Linked DNA regions of Gossypium hirsutum: regions 2 and 3 are each linked to region 1. The links are chromatin contacts, called in public Hi-C maps. All regions are on one chromosome and are shown on one strand. Each heading gives the region's core, a stretch centred on a gene start, on an enhancer-like site or on the middle of the called end of the contact. The rest is flanking DNA. Distances are from core to core; before and after follow the strand shown. Region 1 holds the start of LOC121219607 (glutamate--glyoxylate aminotransferase 2). Region 2 holds the start of LOC107886546 (plant intracellular Ras-group-related LRR protein 3). Region 3 holds the start of LOC107886540 (60S ribosomal protein L27a-3).

The links. Hi-C and Micro-C count contacts between places; a contact is called where the count stands out from the background.
Region 2: a Hi-C map of leaf shows a contact between it and region 1, with 1.6 times the contacts expected there. The contact joins the promoter of LOC107886546 here to the promoter of LOC121219607 in region 1. A contact is called at or near these places in 4 of 34 Hi-C or Micro-C datasets (callus and leaf).
Region 3: a Hi-C map of leaf shows a contact between it and region 1, with 4 times the contacts expected there. The contact joins the promoter of LOC107886540 here to the promoter of LOC121219607 in region 1. A contact is called at or near these places in 12 of 34 Hi-C or Micro-C datasets (anther, callus, hypocotyl and 2 more).

Annotation. Positions count from the first base shown.
Region 1 is chrA03:97,889,526-97,893,171 of Gossypium_hirsutum_v2.1, reverse strand. It overlaps LOC121219607 (glutamate--glyoxylate aminotransferase 2), which reads left to right and starts at 1,588. Exons shown (of 14, transcript XM_041098080.1): 1 at 1,588-2,171; 2 at 2,646-2,814. The coding sequence starts at 2,698. It also overlaps the pseudogene LOC121218319.
Region 2 is chrA03:96,982,253-96,985,898 of Gossypium_hirsutum_v2.1, reverse strand. It overlaps LOC107886546 (plant intracellular Ras-group-related LRR protein 3), which reads left to right and starts at 2,099. Exons shown (of 3, transcript XM_016810539.2): 1 at 2,099-2,926; 2 at 3,301-3,467. The coding sequence starts at 2,354. LOC107886545 reads left to right here. Exons shown (of 4, transcript XR_001680791.2): 3 at 67-126; 4 at 229-1,477.
Region 3 is chrA03:97,138,949-97,142,594 of Gossypium_hirsutum_v2.1, reverse strand. It overlaps LOC107886540 (60S ribosomal protein L27a-3), which reads right to left and starts at 1,760. Exons shown (of 1, transcript XM_016810533.2): 1 at 1,097-1,760. The coding sequence starts at 1,655. The coding sequence ends at 1,215.

The sequences.
Region 1 (3,646 bases), core at 339-2,838:
CTTTCTAGATATCCAATGGAAATAAGATTATTTGCAGAATTTTAATGCCAACCAATATCCTAATGTTGCAGGTGTATAACGTCCGAGTTTCAGGCTTGAGGTTAATGCAATGGACTATGGTTTTGAACCAACTGATACTCCCAAGAACCAATAGATCGGTAAAATTCAAAAATCCTTTTCTATATATCCCCTTCCAACCAACCACCACAAAGGGTGGATATGAAACTCCTCTTTGCCTCAGTCTCTTATGTCTGTTATTTTTGAAAACCTGTTGTCAAACGACCATGTTTGCTATAATATATCAGGTATCGAAGAATATCGAGTTGGGTTTGGCAGCTCTTCGAGGTGAAAAAGGGCCGGCATATGACCGGATTGTTTTGAATGCTGGAATTGTGGATCATTTACTAGGATGTGATGGGGCAGAAGACGTTCCTTAGCTTTGGAAAGAGCCAAAGAAGCCATTGACAGTGGTAAGGCCCATAAGAGGCTCCTAAATTATATAAAGATGTCGCACAAAGTAAAATAATGAACTTGTATGGAGCACTGCCTGCTTCTCTCTCGCATTTTTTTGGTCTTTTTCTTAATTAGAGGAGAGAAAGTGGTCTTTTACAGATATCTTTTCTATATCTGTTTTTTGATAGCATTAAAATTTTGTACCATCTAAAAATTAGTTGCAAATCCAATGTCATTGATTAATTGTTTTTTTTCTATATATTTACTATCCTCAAAAGTAATTCTCTTAAAAGAAAGTTCGAGTTTAGGTAAAATATTTATATATATTTTATAAATATAATATATTCATTCATTGTCTTTTTTATTTATTTATACAATATTAGGAATGGGGATGAGATAACACAATTTGAACTCATGCCAAATGAACATCCGGTAAAAACTTTAACTACTATTTTATACGAGTCAAGATCATCACTTCATACAAATCAAAATTTATTCATTTATTGTTAATCAATTAAGTTTATTGATTTTGTTATTCCTAATTGGTCTCATATTATATCAAGTGATATGATTATACTGATATCCGTTCATTCCGGGTGAAGTTCATAGAGCAGCAACATTATCACCAATGAAAAAAGCATTCGCCATCCATCTTAAGACATTTAGCGTTTGGAGCAACAGGGTAAACAGTAGGAAAAGTGGAGGATGAGGAAGATGTTCTGTACGTCTTAATGGGCCTGGGCTGAAAAAATGTTTTTGTAGGCAAGGATTTTTGGTTTGGGCTAACTAAATGCCTCGACATTTTTTTTTGTAGAATTCTCTTCTTTTCAAGGTTAACAGCTCTTCAGTTTTCTTACAAAGTATTGATGCATGATTCTGATTGATTGGGCTAAATCTTGAAGGACTAGAAACTGCATTTGATCATGTTGAGTGATAGCATTTCACCAGTCTTTTAACAATTTTGTGAATCTAAAAATAAATTTAATGAGAATGTTGTAATTGTTATCTTCAATTAATTTACAAGTTTCTAACTAAGAATGAAATTTTTGAATCCTGTCTTGCCACTTTTCTAATGGTAAATCATCAAGAGTGAAAGATAAAAATAAATAAATAGCGATGATTGACCTTCGCTAATATTCATAATAATCATTCATGAAAGTTGACCAAATTACTACTACCATTTGCCATTAGCCATTAGATGAGAAAATTCCTCTAAAGAATGGAACGTGAACCACACTTGGGAGTTGGTGAGAGCGACCAATGTTGAACATGAGTCCAAAGAAGACGTGAGGGAGTCCCCAAAGGGTTCATTATCTACCAATAACTCACAGTTTGAAGCTACACCACACCTCGCCGATCAATTTTATCCTTTGTGTTTTGATCTTTTAAGATAAAACACAGCATCCCCACATTTTCAAAATAAATCCCCTTTTTCAGTGGCTCTGCTGCTGCCACTGCTTTCAAATCCTTACACACTGCCACATCTTTATATATATCAATTCTTTATTTGTATATATTGCCTTTCCCTGACATGAAAAAGTCTCTGACACTTGCAACACAATAAACTACACATAAAATCTGTGCCTGCCCTTTGCTCTGCACACCTCGGGATATCAGTTTCAACTCCACTCATCCCACGGGTTACTCTCGTTTACGGAGTTTTTTTCTGTTCTGCACTTCCCTGTTTAGTTTTAAGGGTGAACTGTTTGGATTTTCTGGTAATTCATGATTTATTGAGTTTAGGTCCTGAATTTTACGGATTCTTGGTTTTGGTGTAAGGTAACCGTGTGATTTTGTTGATAGACTATTGATTATTGACTGTTTTCAAACTTCTAAATGCATTTCTATGCCTGGATTTTCTAGTATTCTGGCTTGGCTCCATATTCACTGATAATTGCATTGATCGCATCGCAAGAGGCTCTCTTTCACTTTATGATTTTCCTTTTAATCCTTTCCATTAATGCATGTTTTCCTATCATATGAACCTTAGAGCCGATGTTTGTTTTTCCTTTTCAAATGTTTAGACCCGATTTTAAGATTTAGGATTAGAGCGAATTTATAGTGATTATATTATAACGTTCGAATTGTTTTGCTGATTGTTACTCTCGTATTGGAACTGGAAAGCCAAGTAATAAACTTATATGCAAAACCAAAATGTTAAATTAGACTTATGCTTTTTAGTTCTCTTACAGGTTGAGTACCGAGTCCATATATTGGTAAGTTCAAGGAAGGAACTTGGGCATCATGGGTCTTAAGGCATTAGACTATGAGACAATGAATGAAAACGTGAAGAAAGTTCAATATGCAGTTAGAGGTGAGTTGTATCTTCGAGCTTCTGAGCTTCAGAAGGAAGGGAAGAAGGTATGTTTTTCCTGCTTTCTTCTTATTTTATTTCAGCATGCAGTTCTGCTTCGTATGCTGAATTCGCAGAGTTTTATATGTTGGTGCTTTTAGCTTTTGCTATCAACAGAGAATGTGTAAATGCCTATTTCCTACATATTCTTTGTTGGGGTATTTAAAACCATACTGTTGTTCTTAGATATTTTTGAAAACTTATCATAATTAGTATAATCACAGTTTGAGCTAGACTTAGAGTACTTATTTACCATTCAAGGACTCCGGGTGTAAGAGTTAGGGGAGTTAACAAGATTCCCTTGGTCTGGGTTAATAGTTCTAACCAGGTCCTCTCAGAAATTTTAGCTTAATTAAAGGCTGATTGCTGCATTTTTCTCGAGGACAGTGATAATCAAAAGGCCTCTCTCTGTGCCGTAGGTTTCATTTCCCGACATGTTCTCCTGTACTTATTTACCATTCAAGTACATGCAGCTTGTACTTATGACATCTTTTTATTAGTTCTTTATTCATTTTTTTAATTGTAACTTATTTAGTGCCTTTTGAGTATTAAGTGATTGTACTCTAGTTTCCTAGATAAATGCCTCCTTGATTCTATTTTCATCTTTTGTCCGAAAGCTTCTCAAGGAGGGATTCCTTGTGTCAAACACAATTAAAATGTCTACATGAACCTCTATGCAGTATATGAAATCCACTGTTGACTGGGGGAGCATTCATTTCGAAGTATCTAGTGCTTCTTTATAAGAATCAATTTCAGAAGTTATATGTTTTGGTGTTTTGGTTGATTATTTTGCATGTCACTACTGAGTGGAGCTCCAAAAACATGGCACTATTAGATTTT
Region 2 (3,646 bases), core at 850-3,349, 910 kb after region 1:
TATTGAGTGCTTTATGCTTTTGATTACGTATGATGGAGTTTTATTTTCGGTTTTGTGATATTGCAGGTTAATGAAGATACTAATTGGGGCGATCTTTGAATTATCTGAGTTAGCAATGGGTGGAAGGTAAGTTGCTTTTACTTGATTCTTTTTTACCTAATATCGATTAGGGGCAAGACATGAATAACATCAAGTCCAGAGATTTCTTAGTTTTGAGGTGATTGGCAGCTTTGAGTGGAAGAATCGGGATGTTCTGAAGAAACGGTGCTTTGGGTTTTCACTTGAAGATAATTTTGTTGATGGTGGTGCTAAGCAATGGGCCATAGTTAACTCCTGATCAGTGATTTTTTGTTTGTTTGTTCATTTATGAGCCAAATTGGATCATCTCTTTACTTGCAAATGGGCAACAAGCACCGGAGCAATGGTGGTTTCCGATATCAAACAAAATTCCAAGTAGCAATTGCAATAAATTGTGGAAGCATAGGAGGGACCATTGGAAGAATCAGATGAATGGAGTCATGACTGGAATTTATTGAACACCAGGCAATGGACAAAACATGTCCCCCCCTTGACAGCTGGTATTTTAACCGATGAAGAAGATGCACTCAAAGGATCTAAATATAGTAGTGGGACACAATAATTTCCTTGGAATAAAGCTAAAATATATTCACAACAGAAACAGAATAAAGAGTTCCCTTCAATCCAAGACACAAAATGAACAAGTACAATATAGGAGAGAGGACTGTAGATATTGGATTAAATTTTAAAAAAAGTCTCCAACTCCAGCTGAGCTGAGTTTTAATTAATTAAAAGAAGTAAGAGGTTGTGATTTCTGGTTCAAAGGAAGGGTCGCCAGTGTCGCATATAATCTTGCAGAGATAATATGAAAGGGTGTTTATTTATCAAATATTAAAGTCGAAAATGAAAGAGTTTGATGATTCTATGTTATCATCTTTCGGGGATAAAGATAAAGTGGTTTTAAGGTTATCCCTACCATGTGCCCATCTTTTTTTTTTATCCTCCTAATGTATATGATTGATTTCCCTTTTATTTACATCAAACAAACCATACTACAGAGGATGCTAATGGAGAAAGCATGAATTTGGGAAGTCTATTTTGGACAAGGAGCAGTGGGTTCATTATTAAAAAAAGAGAATGGTGTAGCCATCACGGATCCCACATGCGTCTAATCTTCCATTTGAAAACTGTGATCGGGTCTGATATTGGCGACGTTAAAGCCTTTGATTCTTGATAATGGACCAAGAGGCCAGGGTGTGTATGGATGGCTGGCTGGCTGACTCAAATCCTCAAATCCTCATCACGCTTCTGTTTTCTGTGGCATTTATACGCAACTTGTATATAATTTTGTTTATAATTAGTATTTTAATAACTTCACCCTTATATTTTATGTTCAATAATGTATACCAAATTTTGAGTCAATTAAAATTGTATAATAAAATATTTTTATGTGATGAAATATTGACTATTAATTATATAATGATAAATATCATATGTTAATTGATATGATAAAGATATTGGATTAGTTCAAAATTTTTTAAGTGGAGGATAAATACAATTATTATTAATTGAGTTGTTATAATATAAAGGTAAAAAGAACTTTACAATCTTCCCCAATTTCAAAATTGAGCAAATTTGTCCTTCTAAAAAATTCAGAGTTATTTAATCTCTATCAATTTGATCCTAATTTATTAAATTTATTTCGCACAAATATTGAGGCTAAATTTATTTATTTTTTTTAAATGAAGGCCAAAATGAAAAATAATATAAACATTGAAGGTTAAATTTACTATTATATAAATTAAAATTATGTATAATTAATGGAAAACATTAATACTTTGATTATTGTCTTTAATTGCTCACTTTCAAAATTGACAATAGTAAAATTGCTCCAACTTTCTTTTACTAAATATAAATTATGTAAGTGTCTTATTTTATGTAAATCAAGTTTGGAACCTTAATAATAACCGTAATAATAAAATGTATTGTTGGGGGGGGGGGTTGATGGTGGGTCATTCTATGAAGCCTTTCCTTCCAGAGCCACCAATAAATGAAAAGCCCATTAGGAACCCACTGTTAGCTCAGAAATTAAGAACCCAAAGGCAAAGTATAGAATGTGATGATGTGAGCAAAGGAAAGCGGTAGACCAGGTCCAGCGTATGCCAGAAGTACCTTTTGGCATTCGGCGTTGCGATGCTAACTGCTAACCGAGAGACACTACTCATCAGCTCCATGAGTCATTGCTGTTCACTACTCTCTCGTCGTTCTCACACGTCAATGCTCCTCCCTCCACCTGACCCTGTTTCCTTCATCCCTGCTTCCTTCAATCACCTTAATGGATCCTAATCTTTCAAAGTTCCCCATTTTGTCCTACATCTTCTCCCAACAAGATCCTTACAATTACCCATCACTCCCTCCCCAAATCCGCCAGGATCTACTCACCCGTTTCCCCCATTTACCCGATCCATCAATCCTTGCTTCACTTTCCCGATCCATCCCCACCTCCGTCACTCAAACCCATTCCCTCCTACGCTCCCTAGGACCTCGACCCGATCCATCAGCTGTCTCCGCTGCTCGTTCCAAGATTACCCACATTCAAGAAACCCAATCTTCCTTACAGGAGGCCGACATATATAAGACCGTGCTTAGATTGGAAGGCTTGCACGAGGATTATGAGAGACAGTTGACTGAGGTGGAGGAGAATCTGGGTCGTTTGTATTGCTCAGCTGTCGAGCAAATGAGCGGCGATGATGAAGTAAATGAGGATGTTGTGAGGATATTGAAAGAAGCTGAGAATGGGGTGGTTGAAAGAGTTGAGCTTTCTGGAAGACAGTTGAGGCTATTGCCTGAGGCCTTTGGTAAACTTCACGGTTTGGTTTATCTCAATCTTTCCAATAACCAGATAGAGGTATTATATGTTTATTTTCATTATCTTTTCTTCTGTTTATGCCAAATTGATCCAAGGCTTGATGAAATTGCGAAAGTTGTGATGTTTAAGCTAAGAACTATAGTAGCTACGTTATGTTCCTTTGATCAACACTATACCAATTGATAAACTAAATACTTGGATTCTTTCCTTTTTCGCTATTCAATTAAAATTGCTTTATCTCCTGTTCTAAAAGTATGGCGTATTTCATGAGACTGAGGATATTGGTATATTTTCTCTGTTTTGCACAAAGAACTGCTGCTTATGGTCTTCACTACTTTACATATGTAAATTGTTTAACTGTATACAATATGGGTAGACGCTTATGTACTAGTGTTTTTGTGCTTGGGAACCAGGTCATTCCTGATTCGATTGGAGGACTAAAGAAACTTGAGGAGCTTAATGCATCCTCCAATCATTTGCAACATCTGCCTGACTCCGTTGGTTTGTTGCTTAATCTGAGGATCCTCAATGTCTCGGGAAACAAGCTAAATGCCCTCCCGGAAAGCATTGCACGATGCAGGTATTATACTATTTTTTGTTCACTCTTGCTGTTCCAGGAGTGAAATGCAAACACCAATCCTGATAAAGTAGGAATGAGTAAAACGTATCTGTTTTGAAAGCCAAACGTGCCCCCTTGCCAGTAAAAGAAGTTTGTCAGTCTATTAATCTAATTTGTCTCTACGCTGCACCAACCCCCTG
Region 3 (3,646 bases), core at 511-3,010, 750 kb after region 1:
CTATCCCCAAACGAGCTTCCATCCCCATTACAGATTGCAGGAGAAGATTTCAAAAGTTCCCTAATTCAACAAGAATTTATTTTTAAATACATAGTTACTTGAAGGGGGCTTTAACAAAACTAAAGGTGTGTGCGTCAACCTTACCAGATGAACATGTAGCAATGATAAGACCCTCCAGATAGGGTTTTGGTTTCAGTATCTTAACCACGATCCACCCAAGAATTATTCCAACCAGAAAGGTGAGGCCGATGTTTACAGGCATAAACCACCTGTGAATTTAACGATCAGATTCAAACGAAGCCACATTTGGTACAAAAGTTCTCATGTGTATATGTGCTTTTTCTCTGCTTAATCAACACTTTTGTTTTATTTTAGTGGAGGGTTCAAAAATTAGCTGTTGCATCGATAGTCTGCCTTTCAAAATTTTCAGAGACAAAAGAAGAATAGATGTTTATACTTATTTGTTGAGCAACCATCATTCTACTTCGTTTCTTTATGATGCAAACGGTTGAGCAGAGTGGGGAAGCAGCGGCTGAGTCGACCTGGAGGGGACAACTTAGGACGGTGTTGGGTCGGAACGCAAGCCCAAAAAATAATAAAATGTTCAATTTTGATTAATAATTAGTCCTTTAAAGTTTAAATTGGTATGCAATCGCGAATTGTCATCTGTAAAGGACAATGACCAAAATGATGAACGTGAATTACAATAATTGCGAATTTAAATCACTGAGCCAAAGGCTTACTCCAATCCAGACATAAGCACTTGATAATAATCTTAATTTCAATATCTTTTTTCCAGCATTGATTAGCAAAGGGACCACTCTTGATGGAGATTTTCCAACACTACTCTATCGAAGGAGGAATTACCTCATGTATCATAAAATCTAGAGACGAAATTATGAAAAACATTGTTGACAACAAAAGAATGGCAGTGCATTGGAAGGTTAAGCCAATTTGGGAATGAATGGATTGATACAGAATGTGCAATGGTCTGACGATAGAGATAGCACGAAAAGCTAATAATAATCTCAGTAAAGTATCAAGAATTTCCGCATCTTAACTTAAATCAAGCAAATGCAACAAAGCAAAACACAAGTAAATAAACACCATACCATATATTGTTGAAGCAAAATTAAGAATGTTATGGTAAAATCTCATTTAAAAAATTAAGTCCTAGATGATAATATAAGAGATCCAAAAGCAAAAACCCTAACCTAGGCAGTGAGAACAACCGCCCCACCAGCCTCCTTAATCTTCTTCTCAGCAGTCTTAGATACTAACTTAGCCTTAACCACCATCGGTTGATTCTGGGGCAGCACACCTTTTCCCAAGACCTTAAAGTACCCGAACTGGGTCACGTCGATCATCGGCGCCGAATCCTTGTTGGCCTTTGCCTTCACGTCTTGTGGAACGAGAGACCAAAGCTTGTCGATGTTGACGATGGGGCAGTAAAACTTGTTGCAGAGTTTGTGGAAGTACCTCATACCCACTTTCCCGAAATACCCAGGGTGATACTTGTCGAAGAGGATCCGGTGGTGGTGCATACCTCCGGCGTTTCCTCGACCCCCCGGGTGCTTGCGGTGCTTGCCGATACGGCCATGACCGGCGCTCACGTGGCCGCGCTTCTTACGATTCTTCTTGAAACGGGTTGACATTGTTAGATACTTGGATTGAACGGGACTTCTGAAGCGCGGCTTATAGACGAGAAAAATGAAAATAGGGTTTTGTCAGTTTTTATTGTGTGGTGGACAATGGGGTTTTGCCTTTTAGGGCTTTGTGATTTGATGGATCTAAACAGGGGTTGGCCCTTATCACGTTGGGCTTAAAGGTTCATTTGGATCCTAGAATTGTGATTTTTTTTTTTTATAAATTTGCTGATAGGAGGTTATTTTCATATTTGGGAAAATATATAGATAAATTTAGCATAGGATATATTTTGATTGGGGTTGGGCCTTAAGGTTAGTTTCACATTTGCTCGGCTAATGTGTTCACTACTAATTTAAGTAAACTAATATAATATTAGTGATAAAGTCCAGTAAATCATGTTTCATTTGCTTTTGTTGAAAGGGTTGTAACAAACAACCACAGTTTTTAAGGTAGCGTTGCAGCCTACAAATTGCCTCGCGATACCGGAAAAGCTTAGCTAGTTGAACCATGACAATCAACCGAACACGTCGTTGCGTTAGCCATGTGGATTTCAACACGCTCACTTCCGGGGTACATTTAAGAGCAGGAAAATGAAAGCCCTCTCTTTGCTGAACCTCAAAGCTACAGCCTTGCTTCCCTTCTTGGCAACAGTTTTATTTCAAAGTTACAACTGTGGTTGCAGTGGGAAATTTTGGTTATTGTTTTATAGTCATCTTATTCTTCACTCACTGCTGTATGTATTGTTTCAGCTTCGCCTCAAATCAACACTTAAATCACTGTGGTACCAAGCAAGAAATTAACCTTATGCCTCACTCACTTAATGCATTTCTCATGCTTACGGGTAGACGGTAATAGTACTAGAAAATAAAGAAAACTCGATCAAAGTATCGTCTTCAAAATAATTTTAACCTACATAGTTTAGATCTCAAAATACCAATTACAAAATAAGATGGTCACCAAGTGAATTACCAATTTATGGTTCCATAATAAATGTCTATTTCTTTCCCTTCTACATCCATGAACTTTACCATAACTTCTTGAACACGTACGACCACATTAAGCAATGGCACCACATATAACACACCATTCCCAGATTAGTAAATTGCTAATGTCAATGAAGCAGGGCAGCTAAGACATATGCTTTTCGTACTTTCATTTTGGTCTGCAACACCTATTAATAAGATGGGTTTCAGCATGGAAATTGGGGATTAATGGCTCAACTACGGGCATAATCGAACCGAGCCAAGCCTGAATACTGCCAAGCTTAAGCTCGGCTCAAGATATAATCGAGCTTGATTAAGCTCGTTTACTAATTTCTGAACTCGAGCTCAAGCTCAACTCAATAATTAAGTTTAAGGTTAATAATACATATTAAGGATAATAACGTAATTTAATAATATAAAATTATAAAAAGCTCAATAAGGCTTGCGAGTTTGAGTCAAGTATTACTACGCTCAAAGTTGGCTCGAGGAGAGCTCGACTCGATAATTACCAAAGCAAGTTTGAAGTTTTTTCGAGTTGAACTCAAGTAACTTGTGAGTACCAAGAGACTGCATCGACTAAAATTTATTCCAAAATTCACCAACACAAAAGAAAGCTATCGCTAGTCCCCCATAAGATTCATCATCATAAATTTCCATGCCAAAGTTTTGAATCGCTTCAAACTATGCAGGAAAACCTTAATGGCATACATCACGTACAACAAGCCATTGCACTCGGGGCTATAAGTATTCAACTTAAGTCCATGTCTACCAAAATCTATGGTATGCAACAAAACACAACTAGATGAACTACATATCTCAAAACTTATCACATATAATATCTATAGTTGAGCCAAAATTACGAATGTTAATGCAAAATTTAATTTCAAAATAAGTCTAAGATAATAATATAACAGAGATGCCATTCAGATCTAAAATCAAAAGATCTAACCTAAGCGGTGAGCACAACCGCACCACTAGCCTCCTTAATCTTCTACTCAGCAGTCTTGGACACCAAC